Linked DNA regions of Macaca mulatta: all the other regions are linked to region 3. A link is a contact called in public Hi-C data. All regions are on one chromosome and are shown on one strand. The core of a region is the stretch at or near the end of the contact, and the rest is flanking DNA. Distances in the headings are between cores, read along the strand shown. Region 1 holds the start of LIN54 (lin-54 DREAM MuvB core complex component). Region 2 holds the start of THAP9 (THAP domain containing 9). Region 3 holds the start of HNRNPD (heterogeneous nuclear ribonucleoprotein D).

Region 1 (4,357 bases), core at 1,796-4,295, 680 kb before region 3:
TCGGCCTCTCGGCCTCCCAAAGTGCTGGGATTACAGGCCTGAGCAACCGCCCCCGGCCTGATTGTTTTTAATAAGGACCATTTAGTCTCCTTCTTCCCATATATTACACCTCTTCTTTCTTTTTTTCTTATTTAACTTACCTAGGATACCCTCAAAAATGGTAAATAATAGCTACTATATCCCTGCCTCCTTGTTGAGTCTCTGATTTTAAGGTGAATGCCTCTGCCATTTCACTGAAATGTATGGTGTTGCTCTCTGATGATTATCTTGCTCCAATTAAGGAAACATTCTTTTATTTCTAGTTTACTAAGAATTTTAAAAATTCAGAGTGGTTGCCGGGCGCGGTGGCTCACGCTTGTAATCCCAGCACTTTGGGAGGCCAAGGTGGGCAGATCACGAGGTCAGGAGATCAAGGCCATTCTGGCTAACACAGTGAAACCCCGTCTCCACTAAAAATACAAAAAAATTAGCTGGGCGTGGTGGCGGGCGCCTGTAGTCCCAGCTACTCGGGAGACTGAGGCAGGAGAATGGCGTGAACCCGGGAGGCGGAGGTTGCAGTGAGCCGAGATCGCGCCACTGCACTCCAGCCTGGGTGAAAGGGTGAGACTCTGTCTCAAAAAAAAAAAAAAAAAAAAAAAATTCAGAGTGGTTGTTGAATGTTATACAGTGTATCTCTAGAGACTATCATTTGGTTTTTCTCCTTCAGTCTAATAAATTATACTTGTAGATTTCTTAATGTTAGATCACTGTTTATGCTAAACCACATACTTTGTCATGATGTAAATTCTTTTCTTTTTTTTTTTTGAGACGGAGTCTGGCTCTGTTGCCCAGGCTGGAGTGCAGTGGCGTGATCTCGGCTCACTGCAACCTCTGCCTCCCAGGTTCACACCATTCTCCTGCCTCAGCCTCCCGAGTAGCTGGGACTACAGGCGCCCGCCACCACGCCCGGCTAATTTTTTTTATGTGTTTAGTAGAGACGGGGTTTCATCGTGTTAGCCAGGATGGTCTCAATCTCCTGACCTCGTGATCCACCTGCCTCAGACTCCCAAAGTGCCCGGATTACAGGCATGAGCCACCGCGCCCGGCTTGTAAATTCTTTTTACTACCACATTGCTGGAATTTGATAACTTTTTTTTTTTTTTGAGAGTCTCACTCTGTTACCCAGGCTGGAGTGCACTGGTATGACCTCGGCTCACTGCAAACTCTGCTTCTCGGGTTCAAGTGATTCTCCTGCCTCAGCCTCCTGAGTAGCTGGTACTACAGGCGCATTCCACCATGCCCGGCTAATTTTTGTATTTTTAGTAGAGGCAGGGTTTCCCCATGTTGGCCAGGCTGGTCTCAAACTCCTGACCTCAGGTGATCCACCTGCCTCAGCCTCCCAAAGCGCTGGGATTACAGGTGTGAGCCACTGCGCCTGGTCTGATAATATCTTAATTCTTTTTATTTAAAAAAAAATTATTTTGTAGAGATGGAATCTCACTACGTTGCCCAGGCTGGTCTCAAACTCCTGGCCTCAACCCATCCTCCTGCTTCGGTCTCCCAGAGTCCTGCGATTACAGGTGTGAGCCACAGCACCAGATCAATAACATCTAAATAATCAATTTTCCCTTCATAACAAAATCATAGTGAGAAAGGAAGTTTCCCTTCTCTTTTTTGGGCACTGTTTGTCTTGGGTTTTAGTATGAGAGTTATGCTGCCTTGTGGAATAAACTGGGAAAGGGTCTCCCTTTTTTGAGATTTGTTTGGTCTCTCTAAAATCTAGCCAGTTTTGGGTACCCCATCGCACTCTCTTCTTCCTTCCAGTGGTGCGCCAACAGTACCATCAATCATTTTACCATGAGGATTTCTCACACTAGCTCTCAAGGTTCCTCATAAAGTGGGCTCACAATGCTGATCTCCAACAAAGCCTTTGTGTCTTTCAACTTTATCACATTCCTTGCACATGTCACAGACCTTACCATTTTCAAGGCTTTGCTAATTTCATGACATCTGCCTTGTTAAATCCTGACTATTAGTGTTTGGGCTGGTACTGGGTGTTGATTATGGCACAAGGGAACTAACATTTTAGGCAGAGACAGTGTACCTGCTTAGCACCCTTCATTTTATTTAATCATCAGAATTCTGGGAAGTTTTGTTATTTTTATTTGCTGGATAGGAAAATAAACGTTATACACTAATAAACGGAGGTGCCACTAAATACCAGTACCGCTTGATTCCAAAGTGATTGCTGCCTCCACTAGTTTCACCTCCTCCATTGTGTTCCCTAGGTAGTCTCTGATGCTGACCTGTATGTCCTCCGTGCTCCATTAGCAAATTATACACTGTACCGCACCATCTTACATTTACACTCTTGTATTTTCTATTTTTTCATATCTGTAGTGCTTGTCTCACACACAGCAGTTAATAATCTCTCAGAATATTTTTTCTTTTTCCCCTCAGAATGATCTCTCAGCGTCTGGTCATCCGACTCCGTATTTGGATATCATATAAATCGCGGGAAAAAATAAAAGGTGATTAAATACAAATAATTTTGACTGTGTTAGTCTTAGCTGTGTGTTGCAAGAAAAAAACAAAAGGTCTCTTTCAAAATAAGTTTAACTCTCAATGATCTCCCTGGGGCTTTTTAGCGACCCCTGCAAAATTAGTGCCTAAAAACACAGTGACTTGGCATTTGTGACTACTGATCACCTCCTCACTCAAGCACATCAAACAGCGGGATATCCTGGAAGTCGCACCTACAGCTCACACTTCCTAACAAGGAAAGCTAGACGAAGGGACGGTCTTTCCCAACAGCAGCGCGATGCGGGTCCTCCCCCCACCAGCTTCAGTGGGATGGAACATTCCGTGCGATCACTTTGACCGGGCGCCACTCGGAGTCACGTGGAGCTGTAGCGCCCCGGCGGAGCCGGGCGGAATAACGCGGGCTCGGGTTGCCAAGAGGAGGGGCGAGGCACCGCGGAAGAGGCGGAGCGAAGGAAGCCGGCCGTGGGGCGGGGTGCTGAGCGCAGGGGCGGGCAGAGAGGGGCGCGCGGGCGGGGAGGGCCCGGCGTATTATGGGATGCGGCGGTGGAATGGCGCTGGGCGCGTGATTTTGAACAAACCCTGGTCTGTGTCTCGGAGGCGCCGCCGCCGCCGCTGCTGCTGGGAGCCCAGGGAGCGCCGCGCGACTAGGAGGCGGCGGCGCCGCCGGCTTTGGTGAGTGTCAGCCGCCGGGATGGGGGCTACTGGGCGGGCGGGCGGGAAGGGGGAACCGGCCCCCGCTGCGAGTGGCTGCGCGGGCGGAGAGCGCTGGACCGCTCCCTCCGGGAGCCCGGGCCGGTGGGCCTTGGCGGGGAGCGGGAACCCGCCAGCGGGGTCAGCCGCGCCCCTTCCCTGGGCTGCGGGGGGCGGAGGATCCTCGGGGCTCCGTCTCTTCCCGCCGGCTCCCGGGAGGGTGGCTGTCACCCGGCAGGGCCAGCGCTCGGCCAGCCGCCTGCCTGGCGGTCTGGAGGAAGGGCTCCCGCGGCTGTTGACACGCACACTGCGCGACCCAACAAGCCGGCCGTGGCTGCCCCGGGTTTCTGGGAACCGGTTTTGCTGCTGTGTCATTTTGTGCCAGTCCCTCCTCTCCCTACTGCCCGCCGCCGCGTTCTTCCTATGCCCCTTTGTATAGGCTCTTGTTCGTGCGTGTCCGTTTTCCTCGCGAAGCCCACCAGCCAAATGTCATAATGTTCCCGAGGTGCACGGGGGAAGGGAGCGGGCCGGGACTTAGCTTGGACAGCAACGGTAAACAACCAAGCAGAGTGCGGATGGACGGGGCCGTCAGTAGGGAAATGAAGTTTAAAGATGAAGTAACTGATAACACTTTACACTCTCAGCATCTGGCAGTCTGCATATAAAAACAGCAATTGGGGTGGGTGGTAGACAGCCCTTGTTGAAGGCTGAATCTACCGACTTTTATATGGAGTTGCCATTGAAACAAGGTAGGGAAATGAAATGACTTTTTCAACTTCAACCTTAATCTTCTTACACTAACTTAGACAGTAGAGTGGCCCTGTTCGCAGCCTTGAAATTCAGTTTGCCCAGAGCTTATATTGTAGTTGAATGATAAAGAATTAAGTTTTTGGTTGGTTAACTCTTTTTGAAATTGACAAAGGCAGCCAGTTTCCTTTTTTTTTTTTTTTTTAAGTGTTGGTCTCAGAAGAAGCCTTGCAGCTTATGTTTTGTTATTTTTTAAATGATTAAGAATTATCTCTGTTCTCTTTTGGTTACTTATTCAACTGACTGATGACAGGAGCTGTTAACTCTCACTTACCTAGTAGGTAACTCTAGGGTCTTGTTCTGAAGCAAGCTGTTTATTTTCACTGTATTGAACAAA
Region 2 (4,142 bases), core at 770-3,269, 570 kb before region 3:
TTTTATTGTTCCAGGATGACGATGATACTTGATCAACGGAAAATGAACAGGGAATTCTTTTTCCAATAAGGTTGGAGCAAATCTATCTTTTTTCAGAGTTATTTTTTAACTCATGGAACATATTTGCAAGGGAGCTTTTCCACAGATTTGGTATAGTCTCTAAATGTGCAAGCAACCCTCAAAAGTTGGCTGGTCCAACAACTTCTATTACTAGCGTGGTCCTCTGATGCAAAGCTTCCCAACTGGTATGCCTAGTGAGTACAGCTGTTGATATTGGCCTGGGACACCTGAGTAGTTACTTCAAGGCAGCCCCAGAGAGTGCTGCAGGTTTGCCCCCAAAGTATTGAACAATTATTTCCTATGCGTAAAATGCTATGAAAAAGGCTGGGGCTGGGCAGGGTGGCTCATGCCTGTAATCCCAGCCCAGAAGCTGGAGACCAACCTGGGCAACACACTGAGACCTCTTCTCTACCAAAAAAAAAAAATAGCCGGGGTGGTGGCCTGTGCCTGTAGTCTCATGAGGCTGAGGTGGGAGGATCACTTGAGCCTGGGAGATAGAGGCTGCGCTGAGCTGTGATAGTGCCACTGCTCTCCAGCCTGGGCAACAGTGAGACCCTGTCTCCAAAAAAAGGAAAAACAAAAAAAAAAAAGAAGAAGAAAAAGGTTGGGAAATATTGTAGTCTAACTAGCATAACTAGTTTTGAGTTCTGGAAAAAATTAAATTGGTAATAATACCATTTTTAAAGCATTTACCTTGTGCTCTACGTATGCTATAAAGTCTTACGTTTTGGTTTTACAAAACTCTACAAGGCAGGTTTTTATTCCTCTTACAGAAGAAGAAACCAAGACCCAGAACTAAGTACAGAGATCAGTAAATAATCAATTAAAATTTGAATTCATGTCTCCCTAGTTTAAAGCTACCTCTATCACAAGAAAAATCCCAAATCAATTATCGTCTCACATACAGAATGAATTGGTTCACACTGTTAACAATTTAGGTGGAGGGATCAGCCTTATTTAAAACATTAAAAAAAAAAAAAAAAAATCAATGAATTTGATACACAGCCTACCATACATAATCCAAACTCCTTAACCTGGCATTTAAATTTTTTAAATGACTTGTCTCTCAGGTACTTTCCCATTCCTCTATATTTGCACTTTCTATCCTTTACATTTTCCCATGCCATTCCTAACTACCCTCTTCCTAAACCCATTTTCCAACCATAAAGTTCTTTTCGATCGTTCCATAAATCTGCTTTTGTCTGGGATGATCTCTTTTACCCACTTTTCTACTTGCCGGTACACTCTGAATACTGATTTGAATGACCTATAGCAGTCTGAACCATGGATAAGTTCAGATAAGACTGGTCTGAAATTCTTCCCCACTGTCGAGCCAAACGAAACTTCCCCATGATCAAATCCAACCAGAATCGGACCGGCCTTGTAGAGCTCGGCTAATAGCACTTAAGAACTTTCAATGTCTGCCAGTACAGGAGAAAACTGATCTGTACTCGTGCTCAGGAACACGCCACACACTTCAACCGTTGTCCCAAACTGCCTTCCCTTCCGGCCTCCTCACTTTAAATAATAAGACCATCCAATTAATGGAGGACTCCTTTCGCGTAACTCTCGCTACAGCGGTAAGCGGTGCGAGACCCGGCTACAAAGAGGTAAACACTGAGCGAAGAGAGAGAACCTCAATTCTCACAGTGCCCCAACTCCGCTCCCACGCCCCGACGCTGCGCACGTCACGTCACGTCGCGTCACATCCACTGCACGACCCACAGTGCGGCCCCGCCCCGCCCCACGCCGCGCTACGGCCCGCCGGGCCCCGCAGGGAGTTCGAAGGTCCGAGGCTGCTCCCATACGCACTGGTGGAAGGAGAGGCCGCGCTCCCGGCTGAGCACGGTGTCACGGGTGCTGCAGCCCACTGCGGAGCAACTTCGGGTCATCTTCTTGTTACGTGGGGCCCCACCTTCGGGGTTCCCGCGACAGCATGAATCACGACCACTTTAGCTCCGCCCGTTGACTGCGGCTACGACCTTTATTTGTCAGGAAAGGCGGGCTTTAGAGGCGCGGGACTTCCACACTTCCTCTCCGAAGGCCCTGCGCCGGTACCGTAGCCAATCACAGGCCACGTTGTGTCGCAGCAGCCAATCGGAAGGGCCTGAGCCTGAAGACGTGCACTTGACCCCTCCTCCTTCCGTGTTGGAGGCCCAATAGTGGGTTTTGCTGCCACCGGTTCATTTTCCTTCTGTTTTCACCCATTCTGGCACAATCCGCCGCCATCGTCGTTCTTTGTGAGACCGAGCCTGAAAATGCGAAGCAGAGAGGCAGGACCAAAATTGAGACGAATCCGGGAACCTGCCAATGGGTCTCCGGATGCGTTCTCTGAAACTGGAGGATATCGGGAGGAAAGGGTATGGAAAAGAGATAAAACACGGTGCCCTAGGTATGTTGAAGACAGAGTCGGGCCCAAAATACATGATTTACTGAGATGCGTGTCGTGTTCTTGCGCTTTATCTTGTAGCTCTCCGATGCGGAGATAATGCGGAAACTCTTGGCATGGTTGGCTGTAGGTACCTGATACGGGAGGAGCGGGAGTCAAACAGGATACGCCGACTTTTAATTCGAGGAACCCTTTTCTGAAACACTGCCACAATGAAGGACATAAGGTAAGGTTCTTGGGGCTCGTCATTAGTAATAGGGGCAGGGGACAAGGGGCAATTAAGTGGTTTTGGTTGGGAATGAGGCGTTATGGATAGCTTTCAGGAGAAAAAGCTTAGAACAATGTCTTAGTTATAAGCCCTTATGTTTGAGGAAGAGATTCAATTTGCTTAGAAGGAAACAGGCAGTGTGTTTTTGTCTCTGAGGAGATCCTTAGCATACAGAAAATAGAAGGGTTTGCAACTTTTCCGTTTCTTTGTATAGCACACAAAAATAATTCCAAATATCCAGGCCTAACAAGATTGCTTCTTTTTCCCCTTTGTGTTTACTTTGTCCTGATTACAGCCGAAAAGACACATATTAAGGTATTATTTATTCACACCAGTTTTCCACTAAAATATGTTTATGTCTTCTTTGGATGGAATTAATAGCTTTTGGTTATGGTTCCTTAAAAGTCACACGGCCTAAGGATAGTCAAGGAACTTTGGAAAAATTGGTCCCTGGGGGATGTGCAGGGAAAATACTTTTTGGCTGTAAGATGTGTGCAGAGAGTAGGAACTGGATTTAAATACTGTAAGTTGGTTGGGCTGTTGGAGCCTTTTCATACTCAACCAATTAAGACCTGAATGAGGCTGAATAAAAATACATTGTTTTTAGCTGTCTTTGAGGAAAAAATCAGTTGCCTTGTATTTTTGTAACAGTTTTATTCAGATATAATTCTCATACCATACAACTAACTGGTTTAAACTGTACAATTCAGTGGGTTTTAGGATATGCACAGAATTGTGCAATAGTCACAATCAATCTTAGAACATTTTCATCACTCCAAAAAGAAACCTCATTTTTTTTTTTTTTTTTTTTGAGACGGAGTTTCGCTCTGTCGCCAGGCTGGAGTGCAGTGGCGCGATCTTGGCTCACTGCAAGCTTCGCCTCCCAGGTTCACGCCATTCTCCTGCCTCAGCCTTCCAAGTAGCTGGGACTACAGGCGCCGGCGACCACACCCGGCTAATTTTTTGTGTTCTTAGTAGAGACGGTTTTCACCATGTTAGCCAGGATGGTCTCGATCTCCTGACCTCGTGATCCACCTGCCTCGGCCTCCCAAAGTGCTGGGATTACAGACGTGAGCCACCGCGCCTGTCCGAAACCTCATTCTTATTAGCAGTACCTCCAAATATTCCCCCACCCCGCTTCAGCAACCACTAATTTACTTTCTGTGTGCCCATGCCTGCTCTGTACACTTCATGTAAATGGAATTATAAACTAATATATGGTCCTTGTGATTGGCTTCTTTCACTTGGAATGTTTTCAGAGTTCATCCATCTTATAGCACGTATCAGTACTTTATTTTTTATTGCTGAATCGTATTCCATTTTATGGATGTAGCAGATTTTGTTTATCTGTTCATCAGTTGGAGGGCATTTGGGTTTTTCCTTTTTTTTTTTTTTTTTTTTTTTTTAATTGTTAGGAACATTTGT
Region 3 (4,333 bases), core at 1,193-3,692:
TCACTGCAGCCTCCACCTTCCAGGTTCAAGTGATCCTCCCACTTCGGCCTCCGGAGTAGCTGGAACAACAGGAACCACCACGCCAGGCTAATTTTCTGACTTTTTGTAGAGGCAAAGTCTCACCGTGTTGCCCAGGCTGATCTCCAACTCCTGGAGGCAAGCAATCCTTCCGACCTGGCCTCTCAAAGTGCTGGATTACCGGCGTGAGTCACTACATCTGCCAGAAGTTAAGTGAGTTCCAAGAGGAATATAGCGTAGATGCAGGAGCACATCCTGGATGTAGAGATCTTGGCCATAATACGAAGAGCTATCGGTGATACAGACATCATACATCCTCATTAAAGCATATAGTAAAGTTGTTAGCTTTAAAATCATTCCTAGGTTGTCTGGAATTTTTGACATAAATTCTAAGAATTCCAGAAGCTCCTAAGCTACATGGGAAATGAAGATGAACCGTTTTGGAAAAGTCACTATTACCAAAAGGTGGGTATGTCTAATGATATCTTAAGATCAAAATAAATGATAATTACCCTCGCCTGAAGCCAGAAAGATTAAACAGACTTCCCTTCAGTCAATCATCTTAGTTGTTTCTAACCAGGAATATACGTTTCAGCACCATACCCACTTTATCCTTTGCTAATATTCTGGCAGGTGGAGACAAATGTGGAGTCACTACCACTTTAAGATAAACATTCTTGGTATTATCTTTACATGACTATTACAGGAGTTTGGTAAGATTATATTTTTAGGACGTTTTCAGAATTTGACCTGTATTCTTAAGTTTTAATTATTCTTTAATGTAAATTCTACTAATTTGATTAAGAAAACTTATTTATAATCTTCCTTTGAGATTTTTGGATAGTGCCCAATTAATACAAATTCGTTTAACTACAGTGGAAAAACAAATATTTAATTTTTTTTTTTTTTGAGACGGAGTCTCGCTCTGTTGCCCAGGCTGGAGTGCAATGGTGCGATCTCCACTCATGGCAAGCTCCGTCTCCCGGCTTCCAGTCATTCTCCTGCCTCAGCCTCCTGAGTACCTGGGATTAAAGGCACCCGCCACCACGCCCGGCTAATTTTTGTAATTTTAGTAGAGACGTGGGTTTCACCATGTTGGTCAGGCTTGTCTCGAACTCCTGACCTCATGATCCGCCTGCCTCGGCCTCCCAAAGTGCTGCGATTATGGGCGTGAACCATCGCGCCCGGCCCAAATACTTAAACTCTTAAGGTTTTTGCTGGATTCTGCAAACTCGTCTTTGTCTCCCCCGTGCCCGAACACTTACTAAAGAGGCAAATAATTATTTGTTGACTACCGAAGTACCTAAAAGCTTCATTTTCTTCTAAGGATACCGCTGGAAGCAGCAAATCCCAAAGCCCGAATAATCCAGTCTCCAGCCGAGGCATCGGGAATTTTTATAAAAATTACTTTTTATACACCTTAGTGAAATGCCTAACGGTGTTACAAGAAAACAAAACAAAACAACCACACACAACAAAAAAACCCAAACCCGAACACAAACTCATAAAGCTCGTAAAGATGACTCACGACATTTATATATCCTATGTAGGACTAAAGAACATTAAGCGAACCCTTGATTTAACACACTTTCCAATTGACGTAAAGGAATCACGGTACCTTTTAGGATCTCTAAACAACAAAAGCAAAGCAAAAACGATGTTTTCCTTAAGATATGCAAGTTACCTGCTTCTTCGACCAAAAAAAAAAAAAAAAAATTTCAGGAGAAAAGCAGGCAAACAAAAATCTTACTTGGAAAGTCAAATCTTAAAAAGAAGCCCTATCGGCCCAGCGGCGATAGACGAAAACCTCAATGTCACCCGGTCCCGGGCGGCGACGGCAGGAAGGAGTTGCGGCAATCAGTGCGCGCGCGGTCCGCTGCGGCGCCTGGCGCTCCGCAGGCGTCCGGGTGGACAGAGTCAGGGGCACAGGGCTGACATCTCAGGGCTAATTCCCTCCTCGAGTGCGTACATCCAGGCTTAAGCCGCCGCAGGGTGTGAGCCTCCCCTCCCCCACCTGAACGCCGCAGCTGCACGGGGAACTGCCGCCTTCGCGGAGGTGCAGCCACACCACGGCCTGATGCTGCTGCTCCAGCCAGCTACTGGAGTGTTGGGGAGGGGTGAGTGGACTCCAGGAATCCTCGGAAGGGCGGGGGCGGAGGCAGGGGGCCCCTCTAGCCGCTACTTCGAAACAGCACTCCTTGTTCTCGATGGTCCCCGCGCGACCGTCTTAGCTCACGACACTTCCGGTTCCTTTTAAAGGCCCCCACAGGCTGTGCGACGCCGAGCGTGAGAGGAAGGTATAAAGGGGAGCGAGAGGGCGGGACCAAAGAGGAAAGGGAAAAAAAAAACCTAGGGGGAGAGGGGTGGGGGGGACGCGCGAAGGGCGCGCTCTCGCATCACGTGACCGGGACGCGCCGTTCTTCCGTCGGCCATTTTAGGTGGTCCGCGGCGGCGCCATTAAAGCGAGGAGGAGGCAAGAGCGGCCGCCGCTGGTGCTTATTCTTTTTTAGTGCAGCGGGAGAGAGCGGGAGTGTGCGCCGCGCGAGAGTGGGAGGCGAAGGGGGCAGGCCAGGGAGAGGCGCAGGAGCCTTTGCAGCCACGCGCGCGCCTTCCCTGTCTTGTGTGCTTCGCGAGGTAGAGCGGGCGCGCGGCAGCGGCGGGGATTACTTTGCTGCTAGTTTCGGTTCGCGGCAGCGGCGGGTGTAGTCTCGGCGGCAGCGGCGGAGACACTAGCACTATGTCGGAGGAGCAGTTCGGCGGGGACGGGGCGGCGGCAGCGGCAACGGCAGCGGTAGGCGGCTCGGCGGGCGAGCAGGAGGGAGCCATGGTGGCGGCGACACAGGGGGCAGCGGCGGCGGCGGGAAGCGGAGCCGGGACCGGGGGCGGAACCGCGTCTGGAGGCACCGAAGGGGGCAGCGCCGAGTCGGAGGGGGCGAAGATTGACGCCAGTAAGAACGAGGAGGATGAAGGGTGAGTAAGGGGCAGCCCAGGATAGTCAGGCCCAACTAGTCCCCCTCCCCCTCATTCCCCCGCCATTAGGCCTGGTTCCCGCTCTCAGCCTGTTCTCCGGGCCCCCATGTAGCCTTCTTGTTCTGGTGTCCCCTTTTCTATGTTGGGTTCCCCGGACCTTCATTTCCTCCTTCCTTTGCCTGCTTATCGCCCCCCTCCCCCATCACACACGTTTCCACCTTTAGCCGTCACCATGCTGCTCCTCGGCCCGCCCTCCTTTCCTCCCTCGCCCTGGGTCTCCTCCCACCGACTTAGCCGCCAGGATTTTTTCCCGCCTGTCGAGGGGTACCTTTTTTTCTTTCCATGCTGTCCCCTCTTTTTCCCAAATTCTAAAGTCTTGGGCATAAAAACACAGACAGACACAAAAAGCTTCCCTGTTTGTATTGCTAAGGTTTATTTGGTGCTTCTCCACCATCCTGAAACGATGCGATTGTTTATAAGCGCATGTTTTGGGGAACGCGTAGGCTGTCCACTTCTGCCTCTCCCTTGTCGGTCTCAGGCCGAATGTTTTCTTGGGATTTTGAATAAGTTTGCCTAAGGACTTACTCATTTTCTTTACCATACGCTATCGCACAATGGCATGTTCATATAGGCCCTATATTTTGACGTGCAGACCAAATGAGCTCCGGTGAAATGCTGCGACTTTCTTGTTGGTACGTTGGTTTTGCTCCGCGGGCTCAGGTTAAGTTCCTAGTCGGTGGGGCCTGCACTTGACTGGAGCTGTTCCTATCTCCGGCCTAGTGTCTACCCTTCCCCCACCCCCGAGTTATTCTAACCGCGCACCCTTTTCGCGCCCTCAGCTATTGGGCTCCCCAACTATTAGTACAGATTGTAACTTACTTTTTATGTGCAACCTAATTTTTTACAACCTCCAGTCCCGTTTTTTTCCCGGTGCCCAGGATCCTATTTTGGTGTCTTGATTTCTCTTTCCCGCCCACTAAGGGAGGCCTATAGTCCTCTTAAGAGAAACAAATCCTGTATTGTGCTATGGGATACTTTTTTTTTTTTTGGTGCAAATTTCTTAGTATTAACTTGCTTCCTCTGATTGAAATAACAGTTGTATATACTACCTAAATCTGCATTTAGTGTATTAAAATGCAGCATTTGGGATTGGGAACATAATACGGGAGTTAGCAGGAGGGACTAAATCGGGGTTCTTGGTTGAGTTTTCTTAGCTCCGATTACTGAGTGATGATCGTGGGTTCACGCTTCCATTCCTTTTTGTAATGGGGAGGGGTGTGTGTGTGTCTGAATTTTTTTTTAAACTGTAAAGAGAAAGATGTTGATGGATATAACAGTAAGATGT

The links. Hi-C and Micro-C count contacts between places; a contact is called where the count stands out from the background.
Region 1: a contact with region 3 is called in a Hi-C map of liver, with 7 times the contacts expected there. The contact joins the promoter of LIN54 here to the promoter of HNRNPD in region 3. A contact is called at or near these places in 2 of 14 Hi-C or Micro-C datasets (fetal cortex germinal zone and liver).
Region 2: a contact with region 3 is called in a Hi-C map of fetal cortex germinal zone, with 2.7 times the contacts expected there. The contact joins the promoter of THAP9 here to the promoter of HNRNPD in region 3. A contact is called at or near these places in 3 of 14 Hi-C or Micro-C datasets (fetal cortex germinal zone, fetal cortical plate and liver).

What each region holds. Positions count from the first base shown.
Region 1 is chr5:50,758,202-50,762,558 of T2T-MMU8v2.0, forward strand. LIN54 (lin-54 DREAM MuvB core complex component) reads left to right here and starts at 3,046. Exons shown (of 11, transcript XM_028848456.2): 1 at 3,046-3,195.
Region 2 is chr5:50,872,479-50,876,620 of T2T-MMU8v2.0, forward strand. THAP9 (THAP domain containing 9) reads right to left here and starts at 2,020. Exons shown (of 5, transcript XM_015138417.3): 1 at 1,873-2,020. It overlaps LOC106998329 (a long non-coding RNA gene), which reads left to right and starts at 2,257. Exons shown (of 5, transcript XR_003729637.2): 1 at 2,257-2,420; 2 at 2,531-2,675.
Region 3 is chr5:51,439,725-51,444,057 of T2T-MMU8v2.0, forward strand. It overlaps HNRNPD (heterogeneous nuclear ribonucleoprotein D), which reads left to right and starts at 2,443. Exons shown (of 9, transcript NM_001260807.2): 1 at 2,443-2,988. The coding sequence starts at 2,756. It overlaps LOC114678302 (a long non-coding RNA gene), which reads right to left and starts at 2,124. Exons shown (of 2, transcript XR_003729639.2): 1 at 1,637-2,124; 2 at 1-307.